Regions from separate parts of the Sus scrofa genome. Here region 2 is linked to region 1. Evidence: chromatin contacts called from public HiChIP or PLAC-seq data. All regions are on one chromosome and are shown on one strand. The core of a region is the stretch at or near the end of the contact, and the rest is flanking DNA. Distances in the headings are between cores, read along the strand shown.

The links. HiChIP or PLAC-seq counts read pairs in DNA pulled down with a chosen protein or histone mark.
Region 2: an H3K27ac HiChIP or PLAC-seq map of alveolar macrophages shows a contact between it and region 1. The contact joins the promoter of RALGPS1 here to the promoter of ZBTB43 in region 1. A contact is called at or near these places in 1 of 5 promoter capture datasets (liver), 3 of 47 Hi-C or Micro-C datasets (heart right ventricle and skeletal muscle) and 2 of 2 datasets of contacts at active chromatin or transcription factors (alveolar macrophages and skeletal muscle).

The regions. Positions count from the first base shown.
Region 1 is chr1:267,389,672-267,394,362 of Sscrofa11.1, forward strand. ZBTB43 (zinc finger and BTB domain-containing protein 43) reads left to right here and starts at 1,904. Exons shown (of 2, transcript XM_021068980.1): 1 at 1,904-2,048.
Region 2 is chr1:267,435,185-267,439,849 of Sscrofa11.1, forward strand. RALGPS1 (ras-specific guanine nucleotide-releasing factor RalGPS1) reads left to right here and starts at 1,882. Exons shown (of 20, transcript XM_021069060.1): 1 at 1,882-1,905. ZBTB34 (zinc finger and BTB domain-containing protein 34) reads left to right here and starts at 1,804. Exons shown (of 2, transcript XM_021069179.1): 1 at 1,804-1,905.

The sequences.
Region 1 (4,691 bases), core at 654-3,153:
TTCCCGTCGTGGCGCAGTGGTTAACGAATCTGACTAGGAACCATGAGGTTGCGGGTTCGGTCCCTGCCCTTGCTCAGTGGGTTAACGATCCGGCGTTGCCGTGACCTGTGGTGTAGGTTGCAGATGCGGCTCGGATCCCACGTTGCTGTGGCTCTGGCGTAGGCCAGTGGCTGTGGCTCCGATTCGACCCCTAGCCTGGGAACCTCCATATGCCGCGGGAGCGGCCCAAAGAAATAGCAAAAAAAAAAAAAAAAAAAAAAAAAAACCCAAAAAAATAAATAAATAAATAAATTGAAATGTTCAGCTTGGACTCTTGGACCATGCACATAGTGCAGCCACGTAATGACCAGACTTTAGTCATACACCCACTAGGGAAGTGTTTTACCCCTCCACCAGGAACCAAGGTAGAGTCAATTTTCTTTTTCTTGTTTGTTTTTTAGGGCTGCACCTGTGGCCCATGGAAGTTCTGAGGCTAGGGGATTGTATCAGAGCTACGGCTACCGGCCTACACCACATCCATAGCAATGCAGGATCCAAGCCACGTCTGCAACCTACACCACAGCTCATGGTAATGCCAGATCCCCTGCCCACTGATTGAGGCCAGGGATCAAAACTGCATCCTCATGGATACTAGTCAGATTAATTTCTGCTGCGCCACAACAGAACGTCTGGTAGAATCAATTTTCTTTGCTGCCTACCTAGGCAGGGCAGATTTTTTTTTTTTCCTCTAGCTTATCCTTCGCTTGAAGATAATGCCTTCTTTGGTCCCAACCTGACCCAAGAAAGGTCCCAATTTGGCTCTTGTTCTGCCTGGACCCAGGTAGATGCCCCCATAGTTGTAGCACCATTATTGTTTACGTACCTCCAGAGATGATTTTCAAAATATTTGTCAGTGGTGACAGACAGTACCTGTGCATTAATTCTAACTTCCTAGGCTTGTGTTTCTGCTTCCTTTCTGCCCTCAGATGGTTCTCCTGACTTTCTCACAAGCTTATCCATATATTTCAAAGGATATTTTCAGTATTTCTCCTAGCAATTTTATATATTTTGTTGCTGTTATATTTGGAGATATGTAGTTGATAATATTACTAGAAACAAAGCCCAAGTAAGAAGTTTATTAGGCTCATGCCAAAAACATTCAGGGGGAAGCAGTCTAAAGCTGAGACTATAGCTTAACGTCGTATGAGACACAGGCGCTCTCAATCTTTCTGCTTTGCTAGCCTTAGAATTGCTTGTATATCACAGGCATATGATAGCGACTGAACTTCCAAACTTTATGTCTGCTTAGAGACCAGAAGAAAATAAAAGTGGCAAAGCACTTAAGGAGCACACTCAACTAGAAGTCCTACTGGACTTTGTAAAAACAAAAACAAAATAAACAAAAAATTTTCCAGAAGCCCCACTCCATGACTTCTATAATAAATATTATGGGCCAGATATTGGCCATATGCCTATGCCTAGTCCAACTACTGGCTAATGAAAATGAGTTTACCACGAATAGTCTGGATTAATTATGAGCCATCCCCTCCAATTGGGAGGAAGGTCTACTTCCCCTAGGATCGAAAGATCTCCTCAGGTATCTGAACAAAATGAAGCTTTTCCTAGGGGTGCCTGGCACAACATTTGCCACACAGAGGGTACTTGGTCCTTTCACTGAACATTTACTGAGCATCCACCACGAGATAAAGGCTCTGTGGAGGGACGAAAAGATTTGACACAGTCCCTCCCACACAAGCTGATAGGTCGAAGTGTTCAGGACTCCGAACATTCCGCAGTTGTCCCAGAAACTCTCCTGCGGATCGACCTGTCCAGGCTCTACTGCGCAGGCGCTAGCTCTCTCGGGGCAAGCTCCATACGCCCCGCCCCGAACGCGAGTCCCGCATGCGCCTCCGGAAGCACTGGCAGTTTCGGGGGCGGGACCGACAAGCGTTTCCGGGGGCGGGAGGTGCAGACTGGGGCGGTCGCGGCTGCGACGGCTTGAACGGGCCTGGCGCCGGCGGCGGAAAGTATCCTACTTGCAGGCTATGTGAGCGCCAAGTCCTTGGCAGGTATGTCAGAGTCGGGACAACGAGTAGCATGAGGGCAGGAAAGGAAACCGGAGAGGTTTGAGGGCTTCTCTGCAGTTCCCGGCGCGCGCACCGCTGGCACCGCCAGGCCCATTACACCCACCGGGATGTTTAAGCCGCGCGCGGGCCGTTGGAGTCCCGGCGACCTGGGTCCGACTCCTGCTGTATCCGGCCAGCCTACTTCGTGTACAGCGACACCAGGGCCCCCGAGGCAGCGTCTTGCCCAAGGTCACCCCGCGGCAGCGGACTTCGGCGGACCAGGGCGCTTAGAGATCCTGCCCCCCGTCTGTCTGCCAGCCTTTTGGGGGCGCGGGGTGGGCGAGGCTTGGCGGCTTCGGGTTCGAATCAAGGCAGGGAGAAAGGCTACGTCCAGACCGCGCTGTAATCGGTCTCTGTTTACGTCTGTTTCACCGCTCTTGCTGTCTGTGTCACCTGTTGTCACCTGCCCTTTTTGCCTTTCAACTTTGTGGCATTGTCAAGTTTGTATTTTTCCCCACTTTGTTTCTCTGGAACTCATCTCTGAGTATATGGGTCCTGTCGTTATTTCTGCTTACACTTTGCTTCTGTAACTTTTGATCCTGTGTTTCCCTTTTAGTCCTTATTCTCTTTTATTCATGGCCTGTCAGTACAGCTCTTTGGCTGTATGTTTCTCTCTCTCTGCCAGTGGTGTGTTTCTCTGTTTCTGCCTCTCCTAACTGGGTTTCTCTGGGCGGGGCAGGCCTGCCCGGACCTCTGAGCCATGGAAGGTGACTCATGACCCTGTGAAGCTTCCTGCACTTGGTGACATTCTTAGCGACTAGACTGCGGTCTGGCCTCAGTTCTGACAGGTGTCACCCAACCTAAGTGTCAGGGTGCAGGAGTTCCTGGAGAACAGAGAGAAGTCCATCTCAGGGCCATAGTAGCTTGATGAATCCTTACCTTTTCTTTCCCATGGTTTTTCAGGCCTGCACAGCTCCCTACTTCCCTTTTCTCCATCCACATGGCCTCCAGGGTTCTAAGGAGCCTGCTCTTGGATTTACAGCTGCTTAACCATACCTGTCTACAGGCAAAGGAAAGGTCTATCTGAGATCCTCTGCCCCTTAGAAGGATTCGTGGAACAGTAGCCGGATTTCTGGGAGAGCATACATGCTTAGTTCAGAGATTGTGCCACTGTGTACAGTTAAATTATGAGAAACCTCATAATTTGGGGATCAGTCTTTGCTTTACAAAAGTATTCACTGGAGAGGTAAGCCAGACACAAGAGAACAAATATTATATGAGGCACACTTACGTAAGGTATCTAACAGGCAAATTCAGAGACGGAAAATAGAATATAGTTTACCAGGGGCTGGCGGGGAGAAGGAATGGAAGAATTATTGTCTAATGGATACAGAGTTTTAGTTTGGGATGATGACAGAGTTCCGGAATAGGTAATAATGATGGTTGCACAACAACACGAATGTACTTAATGCCACCAATTTTATGTTAAGTATATTTTACCACAATAACAAAAGAAAATTGCTAAATGTGGATTCCTGGAACTGACAAGCTCTTTGAAAATGTGATTTTAAAAATTCGTTCTGGGAGTTCCAGTTGTGGCTTAGCAGGTTAAGAACCTGACTAGTATCCATGAGGATGCCGGTTGGATCCCCGGCCTTGCTCAGTGGGTTAAGGATCCGGTGTTACCCCAGGCTGCCACTGCAGGTCTGATTCCACCTCTAGCCTGGGAACCTCCATATGCCTCAGATGTGGCCCTGAAAAAGAAGAAAAAAATCATTCTGTAGCTTTTAGGAACAGTTAGTTGAACCTTTAGTTTCTTGATGTCCTCTTTCCACAACCAAGATCCTTAGAAAAGGAGTTTTGTTAAAAGAATTCAGTGAAAATTTCTACTTGTAGCAAGTTTCCACTCTCACTCTCCTTCCGTAGTCATTGTACTCAGTGCAGAAATTGGCTGCATCTATAGGAAATTTGAGAAAGATTTTATTTTTCACAAGAAGAAAACTTAGATTTGGGAAAATAGCCCTTTTATCACAATAATGACAAATTATGTTGGTTTGTGTTTCCTGATGGAGGAGGCCTTTGTTTTATGTTCTCTTACCTAAGCTATCAGTTTGCCTGTAAGGCAGTTAATTGCGCTTTCTTATATGAGGTAGCAGCTGATTCACCTGTGTGAATCCTGGATACCATGATTATGTCACCAAAGGAAGAGGACACTTCCAGTTAAGCTACTACATGTGCTTTTTTACATTTTCAGACTTATTTAGGCATTTAAAAATGATACTCTAGTGCATATGTATAAAGAAGAAAAGTGAAATGAATTGGTTCAAATGTTCGTTAACTTTCTTAACATTTCCACTCTATTGAATACCTTTCAATTCAGAGTTGATCCGCACTTTTCCACAGCGTTGTCCTTCTTCCCATCAGAAACATTGATGAGGCTCTCAGGAACGCACTATCATCGTCTTAGAGACGGCTATCATACCTTCCACCTGGCCGTCACATCCTGATTTCGGAAATTTTAAAACGTGAAAGAAATGTGCCTCTTATAATCGGTTGAATATGCTTTATGTCATTTTCATGAACTTTCCCCCTTTTCACTTTATTTACGTTTGCAATTAGAATAGAAAGATTTTTTTTTGTCTCTTT
Region 2 (4,665 bases), core at 632-3,131, 45 kb after region 1:
TCTAATCGGAGTTCTTGCTGCTGGCCTACGCCAGAACCACAGCAATACCAGATCCAAGCCGGGTCTGCGACCTACACCACAGCTCACCCTACACCACAGCTCACGGCAATGCCGGATCCTTAACCCACTGAGGGAGGTCAGGGATCGAACCCGCAACCTCATGGTTCCTAGTCGGATTCATTAACCACTGAGCCATGATGGGAACTCCTAGCTGTGTGACTTTAGCTATGAAACTTAACTTCTCTGAACCTCAGTCCCCTCCTTAATTAATGGGGAGAGTAATAGATCGCTACCTCCTGGGGTTATGTCTTAAAGGAGGTCAGGCACATAAAGTGTCTACAGAGCGCCCTGAACATATTCAACAAAGGGTAGCTGTGGCTAGTGGACCCAGCCTTTCCCATATGCAAAGGATGAAGTAGGCATCAAGAAGCCTCAGCTTTATAACTTGAAGAGGAGCTGGTATCTTTGACTCCTCGTTTATTTTTATCACAAAGTCAGAAAAAGGAAAATAAACCTCAGCCACAACTTCTCAGGAGTCCACCAAAATGGGAAGGGAAGGTCTTCAAAGGCTGTTAAATTTGCCTGACAGGGAGGAAAATGCTGAGCAAGGATCCCACTCCCTTGGGTATCTGGAAAGATCTGGACATGCACATTTTTTGGAGACCTGGTCTGTGACAGGAGCTTCCTACTGAAACCAAGCAGGGCCCTGCGGGGGGGGGGGGGGGGTCTTGGGCACAAAAGCCTTTGTGTGTCCCTCCTTTTTTGTTTTTAGGAAATAGGCCTCATCCAGCCTCCCTCTTCCCAGACTTCCAAAAAGTAGGTTCAAACAGTTGCTAATTAGAGAAAGGAAGGGATACAGGGAGGAGGGGGGAACAGTTAAAAAAAACAATGGTGCAGGCTGTAGGCAGGGTCCTGGTTCCTCCCCCAGGAATATACATAACAATACCTTCCAGCTCTTCTGCAGAACTAAAACCCCCAACGAATGAAATGTATTAACTACTTCATGAAGCATTCCTCATTCCAGAAAGGACCACCAGAACCAGTCCCACCGCCAATAGGACACCCCTTTGAAAAATACAAACTTGCATCTAACTTTACCTTGGATCTGTTTTCCATTCCCCAAACTACAAAACCACCTCTTCCAAAGGAGGACACAATCTTTAGGGCATTAGCCTGCTGTGGCCGCCTTTGGCTGGCTAAGCAATAAAGCTACTTTTTTTTTTCCTCCTCCACTAAAACAGGCCGTTTTGGCAACAGTATCCCCAAGTTTGGACTTTTCACATCCGTTTTGCGGGAAGAGGAAATCTGCCCAAGGTCCTCAGTTAGGACTGGGTCTGGTAGGTAGTAACCACCCATGAGTAACCACTACAGGGTAGGGTGAGGAGCAGGCATCTAAAGGGCTGTGGGAGCGAGGGTCCCAGCGGAGGGCAGGCGCAGGCCCCGGGGTGATGGCGGGTCGACTGTGCTGGCCTCTCACCCACCCCGCTCCCGGAGCGCCCGGGCGCGCCCCGCCGAGCAGCCCTCCTCCCACCAGCAGGAGGCGCCCAGGAGAAGGCGGGCGGGGAGGCCACGGGGCGCAGAGCTGCCGCCGCTCCTCCCCCAGTCGAAACCAAGGTTGCCGCTAGCCCATTTGTTCGCAGCGAGGCTCCTGGACGCGGCCGGGACGGGAACCGGGATCCGGGATCCGGGATCCGGTGTCCCTGAGAGGGGCCCAGCCAGTGTGCCCCGCACCCTGGTCCGCGCCTGCCCGGAAGCGCCGGCGCCGAGGGGGCGGGGCCGGGAAGCGCTTCCGGGGGCGGGGGGCGCGGGCTGGGGCGGCAGCCGGAGCGGCGGGGACGGGCCTGGCGCCGGCGGCGGCGGAGGGGGCGCCGCGGGCGGGCGATGTGAGCGCGGCGCTCTCGGCAGGTGAGAAGCGCCTGCGGGGCTGGCGGGCGGCGGGCTAGGCGCGGGCGGAGCCGGCGGGGTGGGAGGCAGTCCCCGGCCGCTGTCCCGCTCCCTCTGGGCGCGGCGGGGCGGGAGCCTCAGCGCCTGGTCAGTCCGGCGGGCGGGCGGCGCGGGCAGAAGCCGAGGCCGGGTGGGGTCGGGAGGCCCCGGGCACCTGCTTGGGCCAGGCGCGCGCCCTGGAGGGGCCAACCCTACTCGGCCCTGGAGTCCGGACGCTGTTCGCGGGGCTGAGGGTCCCGCTCGACCAGCTGCCCCCGGGCTCTCCAGCCTCCGCCCCGGGCGTCTTGGGATCCCCTGCTTCCGGGCCCCTTGGCTCCAGGGGCGCTCTCTTTTTGTATGAGGAGGCCGAATAGTTAAATCCCCTGGAGACCTGGGCCGGGCCATGGGGTCGGCCCTGCTGGTGGCCTCCACTGAACCCCTGCCCCACGCCTCCGCCTTTCTCCAGGTAAACAGGCGGCGACGCGACGTGCTTGGCCCTGGACGACTCCATGGTCACTCTCACCCTCAGACGGTCCTGCTTTTACAGTGGGCTGGGCTGGCCTGGGGGTGTAAACAGTGTCCTTCTAGGCTAGATGGCTGTGCCTTAGGGCGTCATTAGGCTGGGAGTCTCGGTCTTGAGGCTTTCAGCATGTCTCTTCCATGCTGGGCCTCAGTTTCCCCATCTGATCAGTAAGAGTTTTAGATTAGTTCTCTAAAGACTCCTTCAGCTCTGCCATTCTCCGTATGTCTGAAATTGGAAGGGCTGTCCCTGGTTCGAGATATTGGACCGTTTCACTGAAGACTTTTTGCAAATATGGACTTTTTAGCCACTTAATACAATTGGTTTCACACAGGCTTTAAAATGAATCAAGAATCGTCTCTAAACCTTTCCTTGTCGTAACTCTTCCTTTGCTTTTGTTCCTAGTAGTAGTCAGTCCCATCCTGCAGAGTTTTTGCATGTAAAAATTTTTTTGTTGTTTATATTTGCCTATTTTCTCTTTGTTCCCAGTCAGGCCCTCTTTGCTTCACATCTGGATTATTGCAACAGCTTCTTAGCTGGTCTCTGACTTCAGAAGTTCCCCCCACCACCTCCCCCATCCTTCCTTTATGCTAATGCCAAACTTAATATAGGAAGTCAAAAAAAGAGTTGAGTGTTTGCTTGCTTATTAAATGTCAAGATGCTGTTCCATGTGGTGGGGGGAAGAAGTAGAAGGCACACTTGCAGCCTCCGAGCGGTTTACCCTGGTGCTAAGACTTTACCTGGGAAAAGGTAATTGGTTGATAAGACAAGCCTGTGTGCTTTAGAATTAAGTGGGAGGCGAGATGGAGAGGTCACTGTAGGCCAAGTGGTCAGGGAGGGCTTAGTGACGGGGGTGGGGTTTCAGCTGGCTGCTAAAGGATGAGTAGGATTCAGATAGGAAAAGAAGAATCAGGCCCAGTGATCTTATGGAGTTAGTGAATAGACCAGTCTCCCGGTAGAGAAGGGTGCGTAAAGGAAGGGAACAAGAGGATAGATTGGTTGGGCTAGTTCCTGAAAGAACTTGAACACTAGGCCAAAGTTGAAACTGTTCTAAAGGCAGAGGTGAGCGGCAGGAGATTAGGGGTGGTTCATGATCTTTTGCAGGAGGGGGAGGGAGAGAGGGCTGGGAGATCCGCTGAAAGGCCCTGCAGCATTTATACCACTCTTCAAAGCTGCGTAGGTCCTCGGCCTGCCACCTCGCCCACCCTGCCATTTTAGGGCTCCCCTTGGTTTGGCCTCTCCTCGCCTACCTGGACCTTATTCCCTGCTTCTCCTTCTCCCGGTCTGTCTCCTGCAGAAGTGAGTTTATGACTGCCTCTACGGCTTTGCTTCTCTTCCCCCTTCTGAAGTACTGGCCTCCTTTTTCTTCTCCTCTGTGTAAATTCTCCATTTCACTTCCTTCAAGCCCCTGCTGAAGATATACTTCCTCCAGAGGGTGTTCCTTGACTGCCCTACCCCCATGCCTTTGTGGCATTCAGAATCTAAAGCACAGGATTCAGCACTTGTTCTCTGGTTATTGAACTTGCTCTTGTTCCGACTGGAGTGGGCGTTTTTGAGGGCATTATGTCTTAATACTTCTCTCGAAACCCTTGTAATATCTAATACTGTAGCTGGACTTTTATAATAGATACTCAAATACTTCCTGATTTTTGTTGGTAAATGACTTCTTAAGAAAAAAAAGGAAATGCCTCCCCTTTTTAAAGGAGAATCTTTTATTACCAGTTTTCTCTGTCATATATCATTTATGTCTAATGCTGCCATTCAAGGTGGATGTGTTCAGCTTTCATTCTCTGCGTGCAGATAACGTAAAGCGAATCTTTGAAACATTAAAACGTTTATTTACTCTGGATTATGGGAAAAGAAAAAGTCGCAACTCTTCAGTTGGAGACTTGGGGAAGGAACATCAGCTTCGGAATCAGACGCGTCTGGGTTTGAATCCCAGGAAGGCTGCTTACTAGCCAAGTGAACTTGAACCATTTATACAATGTCTCTGGGCCTCTGTTTTCTCATCTGTAGTGTGGGGGTAATATAATCCCTTTTGTAGGATGCTAGGAGTTTTAAAGTGAAGAAAAGTATATGAAGGAGGTAACAAAGTTTATAGCACCGAGTAACTGCTTAATGCATTTTCATCATCATCATGATTATTATTAGGTGTAAATTTATCAAGGCGGAGAAATGATAGGCTGCTGAACCTCATTGTAGCTCCCGAGACTTTTCTACGT